Regions from separate parts of the Oryza sativa genome. Here region 1 is linked to region 2. A link is a contact called in public ChIA-PET data. All regions are on one chromosome and are shown on one strand. The core of a region is the stretch at or near the end of the contact, and the rest is flanking DNA. Distances in the headings are between cores, read along the strand shown.

Region 1 (5,914 bases), core at 1,566-4,065, 140 kb before region 2:
ATGCACCAGATTAGATGAAATGTAACTTGTGCTAAACTAGCAAGTACTGAGTAAACAATTGTACACCAAAATAGTAGGTACAGCCTCCAAGCGCGAAACCCTTCCAAATAGCATAAAAAAAATATAAGTCATTTATGATCTGTATAATGTATATGTAGATAGTAAATTGTAAAAAGTACATCAATTTCTCATGTAATGGTTGCAACAGGAATCATTTTGTAACTCAAGGCAAAAGTCATTAACAATAATTAATAGTGAACTTCTTTAAGGTTTTTAAAAAATTTCATACCAATAGCATTTCATTTAATATATACGCGTCTTTAATTCCTTATGAACAAATGACAATAAAAATGGTCCGACATCATGTGTTTTCTACTGCACAAGCTAAGTTGCATCAGGCATCAGACCTCCAATAGAAATGCAAAATTCGTATCATGTGACATAAACGCGGTGAGGAATACTCCAAACTTAGGATAATACAAATGCTACCATGATTTATAACTTTGCTTTACATATCAAGTGCATAAGGTTCAAGTAGTGTCCTTGAATAGCTTGTTTGATGGGGGTTATTGTACTTGGACAGAAAGCACGATATGCAGCAGGTCTCAGCTTAGCAATCAATCTGATTTCAGATTTAATTGGTGTAGTTGAGGTTGTCACTTGTTATTTGTGCTGCTGTAATGCTGAACTGGCCACGAAGAGGAAAAGGGGTGCGTGTGTGTGTGTGTAGACGGAAACAGAGATGCTCAACAAGAGAGGGATCATACGTGAGATCTCAAAGGGCAGTTCTCAAAAAAAAAAAAAGATATGGAAGGGCTATTCAAATTAAGTTGGGCCTTATAGGACAGAGTTAATAGAAAATTTTCATTGAAGCTACTTCAAAATGCATCCATAAAAAGAGCATAATCATACCTCTCCTTGGAGCTACAAACCGAATTGCAAAGAAAAATATCATATTGACCAGAGAAATTAAGCTCCAATCAAGTAAGGAAGCTGCAAAACAGTGGACCACAATGTTGGATTAGATCAAGAAAGGAGTCAAGAGAAATGTGTTAGCAAACTACTCAAATTTTAGAGATTTGAGCACAGGTTCAATCGCCCTAATGGCCAGCATGCAATTTCTCTTCACTTGTGCTTTATTGTGTTGAGTTATAGTCCCTCCAGAAATGAAAACATGTTTTGGACATACATTAAGTCAAACTTTCATAGTTTTAAGCAAAAAAAGAACGTATTCTTTTAGATAATTAGGTTGAATAATGAAAATCATGTGAGAATTTTCCCGTAAAGTACTTTCATAGCACAATATTTTATCAGGTTCTACAAATATATTACAATAGAAATTAGTGAGAAAATTGCATTTTTGGAGATGGTGTTGATATCCAAAGTGACATGTTTTTGTGACCTGAGGAGTAGCATCTAGTTAGTTACAGGAATCAAGATAATAAGGCAATTGTAAAAATTTTGGAATGAATTGACCATAGAATGGAACGTGTCTGTTTTAGCAGAAGGCTTAATCATGCAAAGGAATCAATCGGTTGTATATCACTGAATTAGTTATTGACTAAATTAACAACTGGAGTATAATTATTTAAATGTTTTACTAATAATAATATCCAATTAAACATAAGGATTCTAGGACTTAGCCATACAATTTCACTCCAATGTGATTTGAAGATTCAGCTGAAAACAGATTGAACCATCAAAACAGATTAGGACAACCCCCTCCCCCACTCTTACTAATACATTCGTCCAAAGTCCAAACAACTTGTCAGCACAGCCTGTCCAAACATAAACAACCCTCCTTGCATCCACTCAGTGAGGCCAGGACCAGCCATGACAGATCATAAAAGACTAAATGCGCTATGTATGAAATGAGAAGTTCAGGTGATGGCCAACCTCAACAATAGTAATGTTTTGCCCCGCTATCTATTACCTCAACAATGTTTTGCCCACCCACCTTACATTCAGATTTCCAAATAGGCATACAGCTAATGACATAAGTACATAAAACATTGGTTCATTACTGATAAAATATACAATTATACAGTATAGTCAATAAACTCAATCATGTAAACTGCACATTAATATTCGTATTTTGCAGACTAAATTTGGGTCAATAATCATTAGCATGTAATTTTGTGTGAGAGAAATGAAAAGGGAATAAGGATAGAAAGCTGTGCATTCAGCAGGTACATTGGTAGCAGCACTACATACCATTTTAGATAAAATATATCACAAAGGAAATTATCCACTATCCACAACATCCAAATCTTATAAGCAAATAGCAGCAATAACATCAGAAATCTCTAAGCAGCTCGTCTTATAAGCAAATCAACGGTTCAATGAACTTACTCTCTTAACAGAATTCTAGTTAGCTGTAATCAAGCTACCACCACCTTGGTGCAGAATCCTAACAGCAGGAACCTATTTTTATGGCAGAACCTAAACCCTAGCTTAGCCCCGAGCGCAACATAAAGAGGGAACACCCATGAATTTGGCAGCTAGAAGGACCGCGACGCACGCAATCAGCTATACAGAAGATTCGCATCGGATGGGATGGACGGACGAAGCGTACCTGCCAGGAGCACCAGCGGCAGAAGGCAGCGGCCGGCGCAGCCGCCCGTCCGCCACGCCATCGCGAGAAGGTGACGGCGGCGGCTCCTCCTCCCCACGCTTCGCTCCCGCTAGCCCGACTTTACCGCCATCTGCGGTGCGAGCCGAATCGAATCGGAATCGGGTCGCTCGCCTTCCGCCGGGTGGAAGAGGATTTGGGGGATTAGGGCAGGGCAGCGAGGAGATCTCACTGGTTGGGCTCTTCTCTTGCCGCTGTACTTTTTCTTTTTTATTTGGATGGCCTCTCACACACGAGCGTCGTCTCTGTCTGCCTTTCGGTTCCGACGTCTGTTCGCGACAAATCTGACGTTATGATGCCACCATGGTTAGGCTTGATTTTTCACCTTTTGGTCCTTTTAAAAAATTTATTCTACAAATGAACCCCTAAAATACTTATTAGCGAGAAATGGTCATTTCCGCGGCGTCACCATCATGGGTAGGGATGGCAGTTTTGCCCACGGGTCCAATGGGCATGGGCATGGATGTAATATTTTGTCCGTGGGCACACCCGCCCGAGACCCGAGAATGTAGCGGGCAATAATTGAGTAATACTTTTTCCCCGTAGATAACCCATACCCGACCCGATACCTATGTTTTAGCTAATTTTGGCCCACCTCTTAATTCCGATCCCTCTTTCTTTTGGCCCATTTGGCCCATCAACCAAGGGCATATATATACTCAACTGAAACCTTACTCTAATTCCCCACTCTCCTCTCTTACCTCAATCACGGCGGCGCGGGCAGGTGACGGCGGACGCGTGCCGGCGCGAGCAGGCGATGGCGACGGCAGCGCGGGCGGGTGACGGCGGCGGCAGGCGGCGACGCGGGCCAGCGCGAGCAGGCGATGGCGGCGGCAGCGTGGGCTGGCGGCAGCAGGCGGCGGCGTGAGCTGGCGCGAGCAGGCGACGGCGATAGAGCAGGCAGGCGGCAGCGCGAGCAGGCGGCGCGAGCGGCGGCAGGCGGCGACGCGGGCCGGCTCAAGCAGGCGACGGCGGCTACGCAGGCAGTCGATGGCGGCGACGCGGGCCGGCGTGGGTTGGTGAGGGCAGGTGACGGCAGTGGCAGCTCATGATGGCGACGGCGACGCCATGACCTGAGCCAGCCTCGCGGACACCGCCCGTGCTGCTGCCACCCGTATACGGAGCTCCCAGCGCAGAGGCAGTCCATGGGCGGCGCACGGGCACAGTGGGTACCCGTTGGGCATGCCCGTGCCCGACGGGCATGGGCATGGGCATTGGGTTTTACCCGATAGGCTTCGCAGGCGTGGGTTAGGCACGGGCACGTGGGTCTCAGGTCGGGCATGGATTCACTCGACCCACTGCCATCCCTAATCATTGACGCCTTGGTCCAATATGACGGTGCCAAAAACATTAGCGCCGCCCCCTTTCCAGTGAAAGCTAAGTCACTAATGTAAATGTAAAAGGGGGCAGGGTCGTCCCGTTAAATTCGGGGACCCTATATAAAGTCGTAAAGAAGGATAAAAACTTAATTGATGATACAGTATGACAAAAATTTAAATTCCTGTTGATGCGAAAAGTACACACTGGCCTGAGAGATCTGCTTAACTCCAGTGCAGGTCCTAAATCTTGTTCTTGGGTTCAAAGGCGTGCCAGTTGATTTGATCCTGCAATCAACAAGAAAGAAAGACAAGAAAACCGTGGTTAAATCCATAAACGATAGCCGATCGGCTAGGAGCCGATGACATCGTCAATCATTAAGCCGATGTTATTGGCATTAGATCGGCAATGAAGAATAAAGCAATATAAAGCTAAATCTACTCAATCGGCTATAGATATCAACGATATATAATCCTTCTCTCGAAATATGTTTAAACTAAGTGATTGGATAGATCGAAGAGCAAGTCGAGACAGTATAAATCACTTATGTTTAAAGATACTTTAAGATAACGATTATACATACGTTTATAGCATAGCCGATCAAATAGCTAATACTCCGATACCACTCTATATTAAGATGTTAGAACAGACGAAATATATCAAACAGAAGGACTTGATATACCTTAATGCAATAAGATCTTAATATAAAGGGCGGATTTAGCATGTCAAGCGAACATATAGGGTATAAAATAGCTAAATCAGGTAAGATCGGCTGAAACCCCGATGCTATCTCTATTGGTAATCATAAAACAGGCTAGACAGATGCAGCATTAAGCATAAGAATAAATATAAGATCTAGACAAGATGATGAAAACCTCTAAGAGATGTTAGATATGCTATATAATCTAGATTAAAAACAAGATCTAACTCTATCGGCTACTCTCTAGCGATAGATACAAGCCGATTGCAAGTTAGATTGTGAAACTAATAAAGATTATGAAGCATATATGATAACTCGACGATTTACATAAACAACATTAGAGTATCGTAACGACGGAAGCACTAATTGTCACGCCCTGAAAATCGCCTAATTTAATAATTCATTCTTTAAATCATTTTTAGAAATTATTTTTAAAAGACTACAAGTTAAACTCTAACAATCCAGGAAAAATTTCAACATAAAATTGAGATAGATAAAATTTCATTAAATACTTTGCTTGTTTATCTATTTTCTAGATTTTTCTGGGAATTATTTGAGCAAAGGAAGTATTTTTAATAAATGAAACATCATTTCACGAATTATTTTAATTGGAAAAGTTTTAAAATTCCCCCCTAGGCCGTTGGGCCCTTTCCGGCCCAACATCCCTCTCCCTCGCGCATGGCCGTGCGGCCCACGCCGGCCCAATCCAAGCCGAGCCGCCCCTCCCCTCCTCTAGCCGCCAACATGTGGGGCCCACATGTCGGGGTCATCCCCTACCTCCGGCCGGGCCGAGCCAAGCCCGAGCACCGCCGCCTCTCCTCCGATTCCGCCTCAACCAGTCGCCCCCGAGTCCGATTGCTTGAGCGAAAATCCTCTCCTCCTTATCCTCTCCCTTTCCCCTAAGGTTTCGGGGATCAATTTTGCCCGGATAAACCTAATCGAATTCATTTTGAGCTTATCTCTTCAAACTAACCCTAGTTTTTCCCGGCTCGTTTCCTCTCGGCTGGAGTCCGATCTCTCTAATCCAAGCCTTTATAAAGCATCCCCTAGTCGTCCTCTACGTTTCCCCTCAAGTCCCGAGCCTCGCCGTCGCCCGTAGCGCCGCCGCCGCGTAGCCCTAGCGCCGCCGCCGCCGACGCCGCTCCAGCCGCTCCGCGCCGTCGCCGTCCGTCACCGCCACCGGGTTCGCACGGTGGAGGAGCACCCCGTCCGCCCCTTCGCCGTCGTCGTAAGCCGCCGGAACGCCGCCGCCGTCGTCGAGCCAA
Region 2 (5,805 bases), core at 2,489-4,988:
CCGATAAAGTAATAGTAACATTGTTCAAAAAATTTACATATCTTTCTTATAGTTTATAAACTATCTAAGAGATATGTATATTTTATGAACACTGTTACAAATCACTTTGTCGGATGAACAAATTACCAAAATAAAAGTTATAGATATTGATGAGTTATACAACTTTGTTGTTGATGAATTTTTCAGTTGAAATTATTTAGTATTTGAAAATGTTGTTTGAAGTTGTCATAATTTTAAATTCAAATTCAAATTATTGAAACAAAGTCATATAGCAAAATGACCAAAACAAAAGTTGTAGATCTTCTAAAAGATGTCCTGAGGGGCTTTTGAAGGTTTCGTTGGTCAGTGCTTATGGATCGTCACCTAAGATGGCTAAGGCATAGGAATCAGAGATGATGTGTGGCGCCGATAGTGGAATTGGAGAGCACATCCACCTTGGTTCCCCTTATGAGGCATTGAATAGTTGAGGAAGGGGAGCTGACCCGAAGGATTTCAGGAGATAGCTCTAGCTCCCTCAACAATTTGTTACTCACAATGGTTGTTAACTCCTGAATGGTTTCCCTAAGGAATTTGTCTTCTAGATGCTTTAAAGGAATAACTGGAACTAGTAGTTGTTTGTAACATGACTAATTCGAGGTATTTCTGAAATCTTCAAAAGGGTGAAAATTTTGGAGTTGCTGGAATAGAATGCCTGTTCAGCAGCGAAGATGAAGCTAATGACTCCAGAAGTTGTTTTCATAGAACTCGTTGATTGGTTAATTGATTACTTCATCTTGACATAATGCTTGTCGAATTTTAATCTTGTGTTTGTGTAGCCCCCGACTTTATGCTTGGTTGGAAAGCGACTAAATATAGAGTCAATAACTATAATTTCTTGTTGTTGAATAACCATTGCTTGAGTGAAGATAAGCATTGAGAATGTCTAAGTAGAAAGCTTGAGGATTTGAGCACTACTTGTTGTAGTAGATTAGCACGGTGTTGTGTCTGGTGGAACATGCCGAGGTGTTGAGTTTCTCGGAGACGTCAAGGTTGATGAAGTAGCAAAGCTGGTTAAGTTAAGGCAACAAAGGTTGCGGAGGTGTAACAGACTCAAATTTTCAGGGAAAAATTTTTGCTAAATATTTTAGTTGCACTCTTCTCGATTCTTCTATTGAAGTGATCTTGCCTTCTCTTAATTTCTTTTAACTTGGATTTAGACTTTATTTGCAAAGTTAATCGCTCTCTTTTAAATTTTACAAAACCTTTCTATTTATTTTCTTTAATCTCTAACTTTGGCTCTAGATTATATTTCCTTTGAATCCATTCCCGAACATCTCCAACAAATACTCTTTCAATTTCTGCTCAACCATCTCTAGAGCACATGAAATATCAATATCTCTAGAGTTAATACCTTTTCATTTAGAGCTTACCACACTACCATCAAATCCAGTTTTATCTTCCACCAAATATTTCCCCTTTGATCTCTACCCAAACCATGAAATACCAAATCCTATTTTCCCCAGAACCACTACTTTTCTTTTGATCACTCAACTATCTCCAGAATACATGAAATGTCATTTTCTAACCTCCCTAGAGTACATAAAATGACAATTTCCAATTTCCTCACAGTTAGTACTCTCCCTTTGAACTCAACCCCAATATCTCTAGAGTACAGGAAATGTTGATACCTTTCCTTTTGATCTCCACCAAAATATTTCCATAGTCCATAAAATATCCTTTTCAATCTCCCTGAGTCAATATAACTATCCTTTAGAGTTCACCAATCTACCACCAATTCTGTTCCTGTAGAAATTCCCATCCACATATATTTCCAAATCCAGTTTTATACTCCAACAAATATTTCCCCTTTGAAATCTCATTCATCTAAATTATCTATTCAAGATTCCAAAGTCTACTATTTAGCTTGGGCCAATAATTCCCGATTGAGCCGACTCTTTGTTATATTCCATTAACAATTTTATCCTTGGGGCTAAACTAGTATAATTTCCTTTTTGCTGGAATTTATTCTGGAGTTTGTTATGCATGCACGAAGTTGGCGGCGAAGCTGCGGAAGGTGGCGACGATTGCGTCAGGCGTGCGGAGTGGCATTTTGCATCTGCATGGAGTCCGGGAGGAACCGAGTCGTGGGATGGCACGAGATTTTAGGCCTAGGATTTCTCTTTCTGTTTCTAGAGTATAAGTAGCAGTCAGTTCATTTTTTCCCTTGTAAGGTTTACAATTCAGTTGAATGAAAAACCCCAGAAAATTGCCCCACATTTGCTCGTGATTTCGCTAAGTTCTGAAATTCCTCGATACTCTGTTCTTGCTCTGTTTTCTTCAGTTCCGTATCGGAGTTCAGCGCTTGCGCTAACAAACAGTTTTGGACTTGGCAACATCAGCAGTAGCAGTAGCGCACACGATCAGATGGCAATCACAAGCAGATCAAGCATATACATGGAAGAACGACTTAATCATTACAATTTTTTTTGGTTGTCACGTACCACGAAGCAGACCATATATACTCCTACATGATGATGCCATTTTCTTTCTTACCATGATTTTATAGCTAGGTAGCTAATCGATCAGCTGCTTGATTGATCAGTAGGCAGCAGCTGCGGCGGCGGCGCACTCGATGTCGCCGGCCTTGTCGTCGACGACCTTGCCGCCGGCCATGACGGTCTTGTACGAGTATCTGTTAGCGACGACCACGTAGAAGACGAGGTTGGCGATGCCGATGCAGGCGAGAAGCCAGTAGAAGAGGTCCAGCCTGCTGCTGTTCAGGTCCTTGCCGAACCAGCCGGCGGCGCGGCCGCCGTGCGAGGTGACGTGGACGAGCGGCGTGAGTGGGCTGCCCTCGAGGACCCTGTACCGGTAGTGGCGCCAGCCGGCGAGGAAGACGGCGAGGGAGGCGGCCATGACGGCGGCGAGCACGACGGCGTCAGCGCCCCGCCGACCTTCTCCTGGAGGTAGACGATGACGGTGACGCCGAGCAGGACGCCGGCGCAGAGCCCTCCTTTCCCGCCTCCTCCTCCGCGCCTCCGCTCGCAAGCCGCCTCACCGGCCGCCACGCGCTCGCAAGCCGGCCGCCGCTCAGCCCCGCAAAGAGGAGAGGAAAAAGAAGAGAGAAAAAGAAAGGGGAAAGAGAGAGGGTGACGTGGACACCTGATATGTAGGTCTCACGTGGGTCCCTCGCTAATTCAGCCGTTACGTATATTAAAACCGGCGTCAAAACCACCGAAGAAGCTCGGGTGACTGGTTTTGTATAGTTAAGGGACCCTGTATATCTGGTTTTACAGTTTGAGGATGTTTTTTATCCCCATGACAAGTTGAGGGACCTTCGGTGTACTTTTTCCTTTTTCCTTTCCACTCTTCTTGCGCTGCCAGCCCAGCCGAGCCGAAGCCCAGTCGAGCCGGCCAACCGAAGCCGCCTTCTACCTCCTCTGTGGGCGCCGCCACCGCACGCCATGAGACGCCGCCGACCGCGGCATTGCGCCCGCGGTTCTGCTGCCGTCGCCGCTGCCTTGCCAACCACGGCAAGCCGGCGCCGTGCCGTAATCCATCTCCTCCGTCGTCCAACCTCGCTGCCGCCGACGCGTGTGCGCGCCGCGCTGGCCGACCAATGGATGAACAGAGCCGGCGCCGTCTCCTTCTTTTCCACGCCGCCGTCACGGAGTTCTCCTCACCCTTCTCTGTGAACCGCCATCGGCAACCGACCTCCGCAGCCTATAAAATGACGACGAGGTCCTCTCTTTTTCCCCACATCAACATAGCCTCGAGCTCTTCCTCTCTCTCCTGCCATGGCCGGCGTTGTCTACCACCAGCCGATCTCCTCCTCCGTTGCTTCCCTTCCTATTCCCTTTTACCATAGGCTTTGCCTCACTCCGGTGATTCCATTTTTCCTATTTCCCCTCTCCTTTAGCCACTTCCACAAGCCACCAACGGCACCACCAAAGCCGGCCGGAGCTGAGCTCTTGTTGCCGCTGTTCCAGCCATCCTCTTTTCCCCCTATGCTTTCCACCGACCTCCCCGGATGCGCAGCGAGCGGGAACACGCTTGGCCGCCGCCGTCGAGGCCGTTCAACCACCGAAGCACCGGCGCCCTGTCCCTTTTCCTCTCTGTTGTTGCTCGGGAGAAGAAACAGAAGGAAGGAGAGGAACGGGAGGAAGAAGAGACATATGACAAGTAGGCCCCGCTGCACAGTAACCTTCCTCTTTTATTTGATTTTAATTCAATTTCAATCTTTAGACACCCATATCTTTCCAACCACAAATCCAATCCCAATGAGACTTTGACCTAAATTCATATAATTTCAAACTCTTCGTTTTGATACCAAATTTCCTATTTTTAAAATTTTATTTAAAATTCTTTATTTAAAAACCCTTTTCCTTATTTATTTATTTACTTTCTAATTTTAAATTATTTTAATTAACCTTTAAAAATTATTTTAAATTTATTTGATTTACTTTACATCCCCTTTAATTTTGAATTTCTTGTTTTATTTAAAAACCTTTTTAAATTTTAATTATCCTTTAATTTTTAAATGCACCTTTTTTTTACCATTTTAAATTTTATTTCTTTAATCTATTTAAAACCCCTTTTGTGTTTAAATTTCTTTGATTTATTTAAATACTCATTTTATTTCTAAACCATTCCCAAACCATCCCTTAGCCACTAAAAATCCGCTGTTGGAATTTTACGCCTTCTCTGAAGACGTTCGCGTGGTCTCAAACCCCGACGTCAAACCGTTGGCTGTAAAACCCGGCATAACCTAATCCCAATGTCGAAGTGTCGCTCTTCGCACCCCACGCCTCAATGCTTACAGTGGTCAGAGCCTCACTACTCCCTCGACATCCACAGCACACCAGCTTTCGAGCTCTGTGTGACCCTAGCCGCTCTACTATCACTCACAACTGTAGAGTAACACTATTCCGTAAACCTGTACAAAATTTTCCCAACTCACTAGTCGTGATGGTTGACCATAGCATCAACTAGATGAGCCAAATATTTAGCCGTTATGCTGTCCAACCTTAGCATCGGCTAACCAGTTCAAATATCTAGCAATCGTGCTGCTCAACTCTAGCACTGACTAGAAACCAAATCCACCAAACAAACCCCACCTATCCAAATTATCTATTTCCCCGATTTCTTTTGTTTTCAAATTAAAATTTATTTTGAACCATTCTTTTTCCTCTCGCCTTGCTCCAATTTTATTTATTCCTTGGTTTTATCGTTTCTTTGTAGCAATTTGCTTATAGGCTTTATTTGCCATCTTTTTCATATTCGTATGTTAGACCGTACAGCAAGTTCTATCGGCATCCAAGGAGCTGACGTGGACCCAAATGGCTACGCTGAAACCATGGGAAATCTTAAGGCGCAAGGCAAGACATAACTAAAATTTTGATCATATATAAAACTTGATATAATCTTCATATTTAAATTTGATGCATAATATCTTACTCTTTTAACATCTGATGGGTAGATGTTAAATGCTTTTAAGCATGATTACATGATATTAATAAGATACATTTGAGATCATTTTATGTGGTTTATTATTCAAACATCTTTACAAACTTAGGAATCCGGTTAAAATGGGCATTTATGAATTGAGATTGTGAATATTGTGATTATGAATGTTGATGAATGATGAAGATGGTGTGGGGAGCTTGGAAAGTTTTTGGTGGTTTAACCAGATTATAATTACCCCCTTATACCATGGGAAATGACATAGTTGTATCCATCCACACGACCAAGACATTGGACTTAGCCTAGTACATTGTCCCACTATATGAAAGACTGTTGGGTGGCTCTATGAGCGGTTTTGGGGTG

Evidence for each region. ChIA-PET counts read pairs in DNA pulled down with a chosen protein or histone mark.
Region 1: a contact with region 2 is called in an RNA polymerase II ChIA-PET map of leaf, with 7 times the contacts expected there. The contact joins the promoter of LOC9271287 here to the promoter of LOC4325434 in region 2. A contact is called at or near these places in 1 of 15 Hi-C or Micro-C datasets (leaf) and 1 of 4 datasets of contacts at active chromatin or transcription factors (leaf).

Annotation. Positions count from the first base shown.
Region 1 is chr1:16,426,716-16,432,629 of ASM3414082v1, reverse strand. LOC9271287 (piezo-type mechanosensitive ion channel homolog) reads right to left here and starts at 2,815. Exons shown (of 21, transcript XM_066311351.1): 1 at 2,576-2,815; 2 at 913-993; 3 at 1-100. The coding sequence starts at 2,636.
Region 2 is chr1:16,289,506-16,295,310 of ASM3414082v1, reverse strand. LOC4325434 reads left to right here and starts at 3,738. Exons shown (of 1, transcript XM_015779740.3): 1 at 3,738-4,344. The coding sequence starts at 3,777. The coding sequence ends at 4,271. It overlaps LOC136354008, which reads left to right and starts at 3,738. Exons shown (of 6, transcript XM_066305537.1): 1 at 3,738-4,161; 2 at 5,271-5,805.